2 separate regions of the Sus scrofa genome follow, and region 2 is linked to region 1. A link is a contact called in public HiChIP or PLAC-seq data. All regions are on one chromosome and are shown on one strand. The core of a region is the stretch at or near the end of the contact, and the rest is flanking DNA. Distances in the headings are between cores, read along the strand shown.

Region 1 (7,456 bases), core at 1,791-4,290:
GAAAAAAAAAAGGAGCAGAAAGGGAAAGTTGATGAGGAGAAAAAGAATTAGAAAAAAATGTGAGGGACAAATGCTAATAGAGGAAAGAAATGAGATGGCCAAGTCTGCCAACGTCTGGACTGTTTAGTGGGAATATGTAGAATTTCCCATGGGCCATCTGCTGTTACCCGCAAGATGGAAAGGAATCAAGAAGCCACTGTGTTCTGATTTTTGGGATCAGGATACAAAGAGTCCTGATGGGAAGGACAGTTTCTGAAGGGAAGGGGCTGACAAAGCAATTCCAAGAACATCAGGTGAGCAATCAACTCTTTCGAAAAGAAAATCCCATCACGTTGTGACTGATACCTCCTGGATCTTCCAGAATCAAGTTGTTCTAGATTCTTTCAAAGTCATGGGTCTCTCATCCATTTTGGGTTTATGCAACCCTCAGTTTTTAGACTTCCACTAAACCCAGTTTCCCTGATGTCTACTAAAAATAAGGGAGGGGATAAGCCTAGACAGGGGATAAGCAAACACAGCCCAGCGTTCCCCCACCACCCCCATTTCAGAGTGCAGATGAAATGCAGAAGTAAGGAACTCATGGGCCAGCTCCAAGACCGCAGAGCTGAACCTCAGACATGAATCACGGTTTGGCTCTGCATGAGCTGGTGTCTCAAAGTTGCACGTGCTCAAACTGAGAAAGAAAGCAGGCGTGGGACTTCCCTCTCACATCTTTTTGGAGGAAGTGAAATCACTCTCCTGCCACACAGATGCATAACTTTTGTAGAAAAGTTGCTTTTATCTTTTAAAGACCAAAGTGGAGCTTTTAGATCCAGGCCCTTGAAAGTGGCCATCTGGAGGGTTTATGCGGTTGCTTCTGCAGTTCAGCACAAGAAATAGTGGAAAAAATTACTGGTGAGCAGAGTAGAGCGGGAAAGGAATGGGTGGCGGGCTCTGGTCAAACTTCTATAGGTCGTTTCCTCCTACCTGACCGCTATGAGCAGCAATTCCTGCTGGTGGCATGCAAATTTAATTTGAGCCGAAATTCCCAACATTTGCACTTCCTCTTTTATTGTTTCTCTGTGAACTGAAAAGAGAACTTCCTTGAGCACAGAAAACATAGGCCCTGGCATATGAAAATTCCAGAAATATTTGATTTCTTTTGTTTTTTAAATGTATATTTATTGCTTATTTTTCTGAGTACAAAAATAACAGTTATCTATCCCTGCATTTTAGTAGATTCTCAATAAAAAATTGTCAAAATGAGTAAAAACACGCTCATTACCGAAAACACAACAAACAAAGAAAAAAAGAAAAAAATTAAATAATTCATAACGCCTACCAACTAGATATAATTGCCATCAATGGGCTGGTCCCCTGATTATGTTTGTACATAGCTGAGGTCATCTTGAATGTATATCACGCTTTTGTCACTTAACATTAAGGCTGAAGAATCTTCTTTGTTATTAAAATCTTTTGAATATATAATTAGGATGTCTGCCGAATATTTTGTCTTATGGATGAGATATAATTTCACTCTTGTTGGCTCTTTTAGCTATTTTCAGTTTTTTGCTACGATAAAAATAAAGAGGAAAACTGTTACCAGCGTCCCCCAAAGACAATGGCCAGGTGTTTAGAGATATAGGAACACTTGAATATAGAATTATCTATATTTACTTTGCTTGCATTCTCATTAAATCAGAATGAGGTCTCATCACAATCTATTAAAAAAAAAAAGCAAAAAGTAAGAAATTGTCAGTAGGTCTCCGAAACAGTAAGAGTTGTCTGATTCTGATGAACTAGCCCTGAAGTAGTTTGAAGGGAAGTATGTGGATATTTCAACAGACTTTTTGGAAATATGCAAGGTATTCAACTCTAATTTTTCTCATTCTAGGATCATTCTACTGAGCTATAAACTTATAGCTAAATGATTTACAAATTAACCAGGACATACTGCATAGAGACTTGCTTCTCTAGCCAAATATAAAACAGATACTGGTTCATTAATTAATCCCCCTTGAGTGCAAATGAATTCCCCAGAGCATGATAACTGAGGCATGAATAGACCCAGAATATGGTATTTCTGGGTTTTCGGAACACCATCATGGTTTTATGAATAATTAGTGATGCTCTGCCTGTGAAGCTGGGAAACTGGCCTCATTATTTCTGCACACACTTGTCAGCTGCATCAGTGATAATGTGCTATAATACAATTCCTTGAAACCTTTTCAGAATGCATACAGGTTGTCTGTGAATTCAAACGTGATCTTTTCAGGCTCAGCACTCCCTCTGGTTCATGGTATGATTTGGGGAACCATGAGGGTGCAATTGAGAGCTTCTGTGAACTCCTATGGATTCCCTGGGTACCACTCAATGTATGAGTTGTCCCAAAGAGTTGACAGAGCCGGGCTTCAGTTAAGCCTGGTTCTCGATCAATGGCCTAGAAACACTGTTCTAAATCGTGCAGTTTCCTACACTGATTTAGCATTAGCACACAAAAGCAAAGTCATGAAATTTTCTTCTCCTAATGATATAACAAATGAGCTGTTGTCTTAGAAAACTTGAGTCATGAAGAGCTACATTCATTTTGATGCACCTATGCTGGTTACACGAACTTAACAATGAAATGAAACAATAAAAGCAATAGGCACCAACTTATTGCCAACCCCTACACACAGGAAAAGGAAACTGGTATTGAAGTCCCAGGAGAGAGGAGGTAGGGAAAATTTGAAATATCAAGAGAGTGAACCAAAAAAAAGCAAAATCCAAGCTTTCTTTCAAAGCCAGAAATCTCACATGGAGTTAAGAGTAAAGCATGGGGTTGTACTTTTTCTAAGTGTCCACTACTGCTGCAGAGTAGCCAGCTTGGGGCTGAAGGAAGTAGGGAACCTCTGGGAAGTTCAGGATTATGGATATGGGGCTGCATTCGCATATGTAGTAGAATACAATGCTCTTCAACACATCGATGGACCTTCGTATTCCAACTCACTCTCATTTCCCCATTTGCGATTAGACTAGCCTAAAGAGGAACCAGTGGCTTTAGAACTGCTGAACTTTTTGTTTCAGCAACGACTTTCTTTCCAAGCAGTTCAGTCTGCACAGAGCTCGCTGGCTGTTGCTGAGGGCTGACGTGACAGGCTGGGGCTGTCTGAGCCATGAACGGCTTCAGGGGTGCCATCCTTATCTGGGCAGTGGCAGTGTGGGCTAAAACGGACACATCTCTGGGAGAGGCAGCTGAGGCTGGATTTCAAAAATGCAAGAATGCCTTAAAACTACCTGTCCTGGAAGTCCTACCAGGAGGTGGCTGGGATAATCTTCGGAATGTGGACATGGGACGGGTGATGGACCTGACGTACACCCACTGCAAGACCACAGAGGATGGACAGTACATTGTCCCTGACGAGATCTTCACCATTCCCCAGAAACAGAGCAACCTGGAGATGAACTCAAAAATCCTTGAGTCCTGGGTCAATTACCAGAGCACCACCTCTTACTCCATCAACATGGAGCTCTCTCTTTTTTCCAAAGTCAATGGCAAGTTCTCACCTGAGTTCCAGAGGATAAAGAGCCTCCAGGTGAAGGATCAAGCTGTGACTACCCAGGTTCAGCTAAGAAACCTGGTCTACACGGTCAAAATCAACCCAGATGCAGAACTAAGCTGGGGGTTTAAAAAGGAGCTCATGGACATCTCTGAACGTCTGGAGAACAACCAGACACGGATGGCCACCTACTTGGCGGAACTCCTGGTCCTCAACTATGGTACCCATGTCATCACCAGTGTGGATGCGGGCGCTACTCTCATTCAGGAGGACCACATCAGATCCTCCTTCCTCCAGGACAGCCAGAGCAGCCACAGTGCTGTGACTTCATCTGCTGGAATCACCTTCCTAAACATCGTGAACTTCAAACTTGAGGAGAGCTACATCTCCCAGAATGACTTCACCAAGAACTACCTCTCCAACCGAACCAACTCCAGGGTGCAAAGCATCGGAGGGCTCCCTTTTTACCCAGGCATCACCCTCCAAGCCTGGCAGCAGGGCATCACCAACCACCTGGTGGCCGTGGACCGTGCTGGCCTGCCTCTGCATTTCTTCATCAACCCCGACAGGCTGCCTGACTTGCCAGGGCCCTTGGTGAAAAAGCTGTCAAAGACGGTGGAGACAGCTGTGAGACGCTATTACACCTTCAACACCTACCCTGGCTGCACAGATCTCAACTCGCCTAACTTCAATTTCCAAGCCAACGTGGATGATGGCTCCTGTGAGGGGAAAATGACCAATTTCTCCTTTGGTGGAGTTTATCAGCAATGCACCCAGCTCTCAGGGAATGAGTTTGTCCAACTCTGCCAAAACTTGGAGCAGAAGAATCCACTCACAGGTGATTTCTCCTGCCCTTCTGGCTACTCCCCCATCCGCCTGCTGACCCAGACCCATGAGGAGGGTTACAACCGCCTGGAGTGTTCACAGAAGTGCACTCTCCTCATTTTCTGCAAGACGGTGTGTGAAGATGTGTTCCGGGTGGCCAAGGCTGAGTTTAGGGCTTTTTGGTGTGTGGCCAGTGGCCAAGTGTCAGAAAACTCAGGGCTACTTTTTGGGGGCCTCTTCAGCAGTAAGAGCATCAACCCTTTGACAAACGCACAGTCGTGTCCAGCTGGCTATTTTCCCTTGAGACTTTTTGAGAACCTCAAGATATGTGCCTCGCAGGACTACGAGTTGGGATTCCAGTTTTCAGTCCCTTTTGGCGGGTTCTTTAGCTGTGTGGTCGGGAACCCCCTGGTGGATCCTGCCATATCTGGAGATTTAGGGGCGCCTTCTCTAAAAAAGTGTCCGGGGGGTTTCAGCCAACACCTAGCCCTCATCAGTGATGGGTGCCAAGTATCTTACTGTGTCAAGTCTGGGCTTTTTACAGGAGGGTTTCTACCTCCTGCCAGGCTTCCACCTTACACCCGACCACCCCTCATGAGTCAGGCTGCCACCAACACTGTCATGGTGACAAATACTGAGACTGCCAGCTCCTGGATTAAAGATCCCCAGACGCACCGGTGGAAGCTGGGAGAGCCGCTGGAGCTTCGCAGGGCCATGAAGGTCATCCATGGGGATGGCAGTGCCCTGTCTGGAGGAGCAGCAGCTGGGGTCACACTGGGGGTCACCACCGTCCTGGCAGCTGTCATCGCCCTGGCCATCTATGGCACCCGGAAGTACAAGAACAGGGGCTACCAGGCGGTCCAGGATGAGAGGCAGAGTTTGGTTCCAGGTGCTGCAGTGACTGGAGACGCCCTTGACCAAGGGCAGGAGCAGAGTCCAGCCTAGGTCCTCCCTGGAAACAGATGCTCTCATCTCCAGCCAGCCCATCACGTGTGTCTTTCATTTTCCTTTCTTCACGTCTGCCTTCCTAAGTGCAACCAATAGCAGGTACAACTTTGTGACTTTCTTAGGTCTCTGGGCTAAGAAATGAACAGAGCTACGTGGACCAGGTTGGAGGAAGGGTTGGATAGTGGTGGTGATTTTTTTTTTTCTTAAGCAAACATCATCCTAGGGCCTAAAGCATGAGGGTGGTGTCTTTTCTCTATGTGCCTCATCAAGTATCTTCACCTGAATGCTTATGTGTATAAAGAAGCAAGGGAGGATGTTAACATTTGAATTCGGAGATGATGCATTTAATCGGAGGTCAGCCATGGACTCCAATTCATGAGCTGTAAGACTTCCTTCCATTAAGGGTTACCCTCCCACTATTTTGTGTTTATTTAAAGCTGTCTGGATTTCATGCTCCTAGAGGCGGACAAAGCCCCCAGATGTCCTGGTTGGCTACTGCTTTTCAGCTCTGCAGGCTCCTGTTGATGGCATGTTTCATTTCCTCTGGGTCATCCCCACCACGGCATCTGAACAGAGAGAGGTGCCTGTACCAAGCACACGTTTTCCAACTTCCCCACAATCCAGACTTACGTAGACCAGGCCACCCTTGGACTTCAGGCCAGTGTCACAAAGTCCTCAGGAAATATTTTAAGATATAAACTTCAATTAAAATGTCAAGGGAGAAGAGATAATTGGGAGACGAGGAGTGAATGAAGGAAAGATGAAAGCTGGAAAAGATTCTAGGGCTCATGGGGAATTGGAATTCTTACCCACAGCCAACTCCCTGGTTTCATCCTCTTAACTCGTCAGAAATGGGGCCAAGAAAGGAGCTGCAGGTTTGGATCGATCAAGCATTATCACTGCATGTTCTGTTACCAAGGCGCAATCCCTTACTCTTCCAGGGATGGCCATCCCTCTTCCCATCCCCCATCATAGGCACCCCACGCCCCAACACACACGCACACACACATACACACCCCACATTCCAACAAGAAGACTTTTTCTGGGGTAGGAGACAAGGAAAAATACAAGAAGTCAAAGGAAACCCATACCTGAGTATCAGCTCCTCCCTAAGACATAAAAAGAGCAGAAAACACCAATTATTACCTTGTCTTTATTTTTTTTTTCCCAGCAGAAAGGAGGCTGACATGATCAAAGCAATGTTTTAAATGAAACAAAAAAGGCATCCAACGTCATTTGTGGTCCATTTATTACAGTGCCAGGCTGACTTTCCTGGGCCATCTAGAAGGATGCATGATTGTTCCTTGACATATGAGGCTTTGACCAATTTAAGTAACAGTCTCACTTAATTGTAATTATTAGGGTGAGCCTATTAGTGTTCTTCCTCAATTTTTTTTTAAGTTACATATTTCTTGGTGTTCCCTTGTGAGATCTGGCATTGTGACTGCACAGCTTGGGTTACTGCTGTGGCAGGGGTTGATCCCTGGCCCAGGAACTTCCATATGTCATAGGCACGGCCAAAGAAGTTATACATTTATTCACCAAGTCAAATGTCATCAGTGAGTCATCTTTAATGAAGGAGAATTTGTCCTTTCCTCATTAAATATTTGAGATCAAAAATGTTATACCAGGTCCTCCTTCAGAGGAGCTTGAAGGGTGCCAGCCTGTGAGAATTTGGGAGAGGATTATCTGCCACTCTGATACAGAGAAGTGAGTCACAGAACTGGAGCCCTGCCTTCAGCTAGGGACTCTGGTCTTTACCTCCTCTACCCCTGCTTCTGAAGCATTAAAAAGCTCTCCTAAACTTCTGGGCGTTCTGTGGGTATGTTTCAGCCAGGCTAACCCCTTTCCTGCCAATACAGACTTCTCCATGAATTCTCTGAAGGTTACTGAGTCAGAGAGACAAAGTACAGCCAGAGGCTCCCAGCCTTTTAATGCACTAACTGCCAACCAAAGGTTCTTCACAAACTTACATTTCTAAACAATGCTGCACATGAATATGCATTAAAACCTGTCCTCAAAGAACATTGTCCGACTGTTCATCCACAGAAAATCAGAACATGGGGGTCTGTGGTTTACAGTCATCAAGTCACTTTACAAAGTCAGAACCCGGGTGGGGGGTTCTCAGGCTCTGCTTTTCCAGTCCTGTTTTCCTCACTGGCCAG
Region 2 (7,456 bases), core at 3,517-6,016, 1.0 Mb after region 1:
GCACTTATAATTGAGAAAGATGAATTTAAAAAGGGAACTATGGCCAATCAGGAGACTGAGGGTAGGACTAAAAGAAATATACTCTAAAGACTGAGACTGGACCCGTGGGAAGGGGCCTTGTATACTCCAAACCTTATTTCTTTTTTCTCCTGGGAATACTACAGGTAGACTCCCTTCTAGCATTAGGTAGAACTGTGTCAACAGTACCCCTAAATGGCATGTGAGTGGAAGTGCTGTGACACTTCGGTGCCCAGGCAGTTAAAAAGGGGCATGCCCTTGCATTCCAGCTTTCTTTCCTCATCTTCTGTCTGGATGATGCTGGAATGACCTTAAGTCTATCTGCTGAAGTCAGAATGAGACAGGATTCCAGAATAACTATATAAACCAAAGCCCCCTTGGTTATTCTACTTGCTAGTCATTGTTTTTAAACTTTCTATTGAAGAAATTTTCAAACAGGAGTCCTACTGTGGGGGATCCCAGTGGCGTCTTAGGAGCACTGGAATGTAGGTTCGGTCCCCGGCACGGTGGGTTAAGGATCTGGATCTGCGTTGCTGCAGCTGGGGCTTAGGTCACGACTGGGGGTCACATCTGATCCCTGGCCTGGGAACTGCATATACCACAGGGCGGCCAAAAAAAAAAAAAAAAAATAGAAAAGATATCGAGGGTAGCAGAATATGCCACCCCAAAATATGCCACTTTGACATAAGGATTATCTTGAGCCTAAAGGCAACTGAGAAGTAGAATAATTTAGAAAAGTTCCTGCCCTCCCCCATTTGTCTAAAAACAGGACATAAACTTTCAAAAGGTGTCCTTCTAATCTTCTATACCAAGGACAAAATTAGTCAGTGGAGATAACTTTAGACCCTATCAGCCTGGAGGCAGCACCAGAGGAACCTAGATAACAAACTAGACTTTATCTACCTTCAATTTACCTTTCCACAGTTTTCTGTTCTTGGAAGCCTAAAACAGCTTTCCTTTGTCCCGTCATTTCTTCACAAATTTATTGTTCATAGTTGAAGATGACATATAAGCTGGAGTCCTAAACCACCTTTTTTGAGCTACTCATTTTTCCCTAGCTATCGCCCATGTATACAAGTTATACATGTTAATAAATTGGTTTTGTTCTGTTTTGTTGTCTTTTTGCCTTTTCTAGGGCCGCTCCCATGGCATATGGAGGTTCCCAGGCTAGGGGTCTAATCGGAGCTGTGGCCACCGGCCTACACCAGAGCCACAGCAACGCGGGATCTGAGACGCGTCTGCAACCTACACCACAGCTCACGGCAACGCCCGATCCTTAACCCACTGAGCAAGGCCAGGGATCGAACCTGCAACCTCATGGTTCCTAGTTGGATTCGTTAACCACTGAGCCACGATGGGAACTCCAATAAATTGTTTTTATTTATGTATTTATTCATTCATTCTGTGTCCACAGCATATGGAAGTTCCTGGGCCAGGTAGTGAACCCACACCACAGCAGCAACCCAAGCTACAGCAACGACAACACTACCAGGGAACTCCTTTCTGTTTGTATTTTTATTTTAATCGTCTTTGTTTTATTTATTTATTTATTTATTTTGGCTGTAGCTGTGGCATGTGGAAGTTCCCATGCCAGGGACTGAACCCAAAGCCATAGTTGCAACAACACCAGATCCTTAACCTGATGTACCACAAAGGAACTTCCTTTGTCTTTAACCTATTTTGCATTATCTGTCAAGAGCCCAGACGGATAAAGGGAAAATCATTTTCCATCCATGTGTGTGTGTGTGTGTGTGTGTGTCTGTGTGTCTGTGTGTCTGTGTGTCTGTGTATAAAATGTGTGTTGTATTAATATAAACCCCTATTACTAATAAAATACCTATTACTCAGCTTCAATGGTAGTATTTTGCCAATATGGTTCCATTTCATCTATGCCATCCATTTCTTTTGTTAGAGAAACATAAAGCAAATTACAGGACTTCCTGCTGGTGCACCATGGGACTGACAGTGTCTCTGCAGCACCAGGACTAGGGTTTGATCCCCAGCCCAAAACAATGGGTTAAAGGACTCTTTGTTGCCGCAGCTGCAGCATAGCTGTAACATCATAGAGGTGGTATGTACTCTCTACTAACTCACTGCAGATGACATATCAACCTTTCATCTGATGGCTTGAGATGATCATTGCCTAGATTTATTATTTCATTAGAGTGCTACATAATTTTTATTTTATTTTTAGGGCAGAACCTGCAGCATATGGAAGTTCTCAGACTAGGGGTCAAATAAGAGCCGCAGCTACCAGCCTGCACTACAGCCACAGCAACACTGGATCTGAGCTGCATCTGCCACCTACGCCACAGCTTGTGGCAACACCAGATCCTCAACCTACTGAGAGGTCAAGGATCAAACCTGCATCCTCACAAAACATTCTGTCAGGTTTCTAAACCACCAAGACACAACAGGAACTCCAGAGTGCTACATAATCTTTAAATGCTATCACTCTTTCTGTATTACTTCAAATTCTTCTAGTAGGAAATTAACATTCCCTTATCAACTATTTATTACTCTGACAGTGTATAGAGGAAAAGCAAAGTGCTTGATTATTTCTTTTATTTAATAAAATAGAAATGAACTTTTATTCTGTTTAGCCACTGAAATTTTTTTTTTTCCTTTTTTTTTTTTCAGTGCTGCAGCCTCAGGATGTGGAAGTTCCTAGACTTGGGGTCGAGTTGGAGCTACAGCTACTGGCCTACATCACAGTCACAGCAACGTAGGATCTGAGCCACATCTGTGACCTACAACACAGCTCATGGCAATGCTGGATCCCCGACCCACTGAACAAGACCAGGGATTGAACCTGAATCTTCATGGATACTAGTTGGATTGCTTCCATTGCTCCACAACAGGAACTCCCTCTTTTTTTCTTTTTCTTCCACCCACAGCATATGGAAGTTCCTGGACCAGGGATCGAACCCGTACTTCCAAGGAACTGCAGTTGGATTCTCAACCCACCGCACCATGGTGGGAACTCCAAGCCACTGAAATTTTGAGGTTTACCTGTTATTGCTAAGATTATTTACCTTAATATTCTAACTTCCAAATCACCAAGGAAATAGTAAAAGATTTTTTCCAGGAAAACAAACACTAGCTATAAACTCTAAATAGTTAAAGGTCCCTACTTAATAGGTTCTTTTGGAGTTCCTGTCATGGCACAGTGGAAACGAATCTGACTAGTACCCATGAGGATCCGGGTTCAATCCCTGGCCTCGCTCAGTGGGTCAGGGATCTGCCATTGCCTTGAGCTGTGGTGTAGATCTGAGACAGAGCTTGGATCCCACGTTGCTATGGCTGTGGCATAGGCTGTAGCTCTGATCTGACCCTAGCCTGGGAACCTCCATACCCCGCAGGTTCGCCCCCCTGCCCCCCAAATGGATCTTTTGAAGCACCACAGCTATACATGAGCTACTTAATAACACTGGGAAAGAACGGCGGAAGTACGAAAAAGTAAACAAGGGAAGGAGAATAAAAGTAAGGAAGTAAGTTCTGTCAAAAGTCAAGACTCATTCTGGGACCTGGAAAAAAAAAAAGACAAAAACTCAGGAAGGCCCTCCTTCCTCGTAACACAGATTCAGCTATACAGAAGGGGGCACAGAACTTCATCTTATTTTTCTGAGTGGTCCTTCCACTTCTACTTAGGAAGTACTGCAAGAGAGTTCAGATTGATTTCTTTACAATGAATTTTTTTTACAATTCCATTTCAATAGGCCTAAAACTTTATTCATTTTTACATTCTCAGGATGCAGCACAGTGCCTAGCATACAGTCCTCCCTCTGCAGTTGTTAACTGAATTAAAATGACTGATGGTGCTGCTGCTTTGGCCAGAAGAGTGGTTTCAAGTCCCAGCCACTCACTAGTTGTGTGACCTTGGACAAGTCTCCTAACTACGCCGAGATCAATTTCTTCATCAGTGAAACGAGATTACTACTACTTGCCTTGTTTACCTCACTGATTCCTCAAGAGGCTTTACATAACGAGAGCAGCACTGTAAAACAGTGCAGATGCCTCGTTTGGGTAGGTACGAATTGTGAGACGGAAAGGACCTTGGACTCAGGAGTCAGAAGACCCCGGCAGGCTAACTCGCTGTATTCCCATCTTAAACGTGAAGAGGTTTACACTCGACGACCGCCCAGGCTCTAGATTCTTAATAGCTTAAGTCCGCTACAGGTTGGGAACCTCAGGTGTTCTCAAACAGGTGAACCTCGCATCTCGTAGATGCAACCTAGGACAGGGTGTCAAGGTCGCGGGGTCCTAAGGCGGGGGGTCGCTCACCCAGTCAAAGTCACACGGGTTGCCGTCTTCGCGTTGCGTGGGGAGATTGTAGCAGACAGGGGGCAGCTTCCTCACGAGTAGGAAGGCAGCAGAGAGGAGGGCTGACAGAAGGTAGTAAGGTCGGGCCAGCCATCGTGATAGTCGAGGTATCGAATAAATAAGAGCAATTAAAGGCGCGAGAACCGCCATCTTCCCGGCTCTAGCGGCGCCAGCCGCTCCACGGAGTCCGTGAGCCTGGTCCCGCCTCTCCCATCATTGTGCTTCCATTGGGCCTAGTCTCGGATGCACCGCCTCTAGATCCGGAAGCAGATCTCTGACTGGCTTCTGCGTCAGGTTAAAAATGGAGAAAGGGCTTTGATATTTTATTGGCTAATCTAGCTGTCTTTTTTTCCACCTAAATCGTTTTATTGGACATATGCGACTGCGGCAAGTAGGAGATACAGGAGAATTTAAATAAAGTTAAATAGTACTTCCGGAACGTTCTCAGAAGGCGACGGAAGTAGTTGCAGGAAGAAGGTAGGAAGGGCCCGAGGCAACCCAATGGTGAGAGGCTCCTGAAAGAGGAGGGCGGTACTCTGTGAAAAGATTGACCAATGAACGTCACCAACGCCAGACACCGAGACAGCGCCGGGGCGGAGGAGGCGATGGAGAATTTCACGGCGCTGTTCGGAGCTCAGGCTGACCCACCACCGCCCCCGACCGCACTTGGCTTCGGACCTGGAAAACCTCCACCCCCACCGCCTCCTCCTCCGGGCGGGGGGCCGGGCCCCGCCCCGCCCTCTACCGCGGCCACAGCCGCTCCCGGCTCCGACAAGTCAGCGGCCGGTTGTGGCCCCTTCTACCTAATGCGGGAACTGCCGGGTGAGTACAAGGCCTGGTCAAAGCCAGCCAATCAGATCATAGCGAGGAGAGGCGGGGCGTGGCTCTCAGCCTTCCGACTGGGGTGAGGGGTAACCTAGGCAACGCGTGGCGCGATTTCGGAACACTATACTAGAAGAGGTTCTGAGGATTCACAACCGAAAGAATGATTGGAATTGGGATGGATTAGGGGTGGGAAGAGAGTGGATCTCCCTGACCACCTTTCACGCCCGATCCTGCCCCTGACGCTGGTTTTTGACTCCCTAAAGATTATCCTAGCTTTGAGTTTGGTATTTGAGGGTCCTGATTTAACATCCCTGCGGACCCAGTTCCAGATCTGCTTCAAACTTCCTGTTGGTTTGGGACATGTTGTCTTTCTTCCTCTGGGCCTCGGGGTTTCAAAATGTGTTCGAAGAAGTGATTAGAATTAAACCAGGTTCTTTCATTCAAAAAATTATTTTGTTGCGCACCCACTCTGTGTACCAAGCACTCTTCCAATTGCTGAAGATACAGCTGTGAACAAAACTGACAAGATCCTTGCCTGTTTGGGAGTTTACCTGCCAGTGGAGGAGTCAAAGAGTGATAAACAGATATCTGCGGATAAACAGATAGTATCAGATAGTGGTTATGGCTACAAGGGGGAAATGTGATAAAGAATTGAGGGGGCAGAACTGCTTTAGCTAGAGTGATCAGGAGAGCCCTTTCTGAGTAGATAACATTAGAGCTAAAATATAAGCACAAAGGAAGAGCTAGCCATTTATGAGTGGGAGGAGAGAGAACTCTAGATACAAAAAATGAGATTAGAAGGCCCAATGTGAGAATAACCTTGAATATTTGAGGGACAGAAAACCACTTGCACTCCGGGGAAGTGAACAGGGAAAGAGCGATAGGAGATGAAGGTGGGAGAGTAGGCAGAGGCCTCTATAAGACATTTTAAGTTCAGGGGGAACCATTTTGACACAAGAGTCTGAAGTGATCTAACTTCTAACTTATTTGCTTATTTTCAATCATTCGAGCAGCTCTATTAAGGAAGCAAAGTGGGGGAGTTCCCGTCATAGCACAGCAGAAATGAATCCGACTAGGAAGCATGAGGTTGTGGGTTTGATCCCTAGCCTCACTCAGTGGGTTAAGGATCCAGTGTTGTCCTGTGCTGTGGTGTAGGTTGCAGACGCAGCACAGCTCTAGCATTGCTGTGGCTCTGGTGTAGGCCGGCACCTGTAGCTCTGATTTGACCCTTAGCCTGGGAACCTCCATATGCCTTGGGTGCTGCCCTTAAAAAAAAAGAAGAAAAGTGGGAAAATTGGTCAGAAGTTACAGCTTAGTAGTTCAGGAAAGAGATGATAGTTTGAACTAGGAAATAGCAGTAGAGGAGAGAAGTAAATGGATGCCAAATAAATGTTAGAGGTAGAACTGACAGGAATGCAGGATTGAAAATAGAATTGAAGGACAGAGGAATTGAGGGCAGTTTGGAAATGTTTGGCTTGAATAATTAGGTGGATGGTAGTGCTAAGATCAGGAAAGGACAGGTTTGAGGAGATGGATATCAAGTCATTTTGGACATGTTAAGTCTCCAGGATGACATTTAGTTCATCCCAAGTCCTACTGCTACATCAAGAGCTGAAGGAGGGGAGTTCCTGTCACGGCTCAGAGGAAACGAATCTGACTGGTATCCATGAGGACACAGGTTCGATCCCTGGCCTTGCTCAATGGGTTAAGGATCCGGCGTTGCTGTGGCTGTGATTGTAGGCCAGTGGCTACAGCTCCCATTCAACCCCTAGCCTAGGAACTTACATATGCCACAAATGCAGCCCTAAGAGAGTAAAGATTTAAAAAAAAAAAAAAAAAGAGCTGAAGAAGGAGTTCCTACTGTGGCCTAGCCAGTTAAGGATCTGGCATTGCCACAGCTGTAGCAATAGGTTGCAGCTTCGGCTTGGATTCGATTCCTGGCCTTAGAACTTCCTTGTACCATGGGTATGGCCCAAAAATATCTGAGGGAAATGATTTGTTACAGACCTTGAAATTCACAGTGCAGTTAGATATGTTTTAGTGTTTAATACTTACAATAGCCCCTTGAAATAGGCATTGTTATCTGCTTTTTAAAGCTGAAAAACTAAAGCATAGAGAGGTTGACTTGACTTTAGTTAGTGATTGATGTCTACCAGCAGTTTATTTAACCTTAACTTATTTTGATTGTACCTATTTACATTAATCACTTGAATATCTGTTCTGGGCAAATCCTGGGTATAAAGGAGACATATGATGAGAAGAGGAGAGAGATGAGTAAGCCTGGTCCTTG

Evidence for each region. HiChIP or PLAC-seq counts read pairs in DNA pulled down with a chosen protein or histone mark.
Region 2: an H3K27ac HiChIP or PLAC-seq map of alveolar macrophages shows a contact between it and region 1. The contact joins the promoter of MED19 here to the promoter of MPEG1 in region 1. A contact is called at or near these places in 1 of 5 promoter capture datasets (liver) and 1 of 2 datasets of contacts at active chromatin or transcription factors (alveolar macrophages).

The regions. Positions count from the first base shown.
Region 1 is chr2:12,191,263-12,198,718 of Sscrofa11.1, forward strand. It overlaps MPEG1 (macrophage expressed 1), which reads left to right and starts at 3,041. Exons shown (of 1, transcript NM_001267892.1): 1 at 3,041-5,332. The coding sequence starts at 3,135. The coding sequence ends at 5,288. DTX4 (E3 ubiquitin-protein ligase DTX4) reads right to left here. Exons shown (of 9, transcript XM_013994298.2): 9 at 6,681-7,456.
Region 2 is chr2:13,236,545-13,244,000 of Sscrofa11.1, forward strand. It overlaps MED19 (mediator of RNA polymerase II transcription subunit 19), which reads left to right and starts at 4,767. Exons shown (of 5, transcript XM_003122715.5): 1 at 4,767-5,163. The coding sequence starts at 4,896. TMX2 (thioredoxin-related transmembrane protein 2) reads right to left here and starts at 4,726. Exons shown (of 8, transcript XM_005660896.3): 1 at 4,303-4,726. The coding sequence starts at 4,491.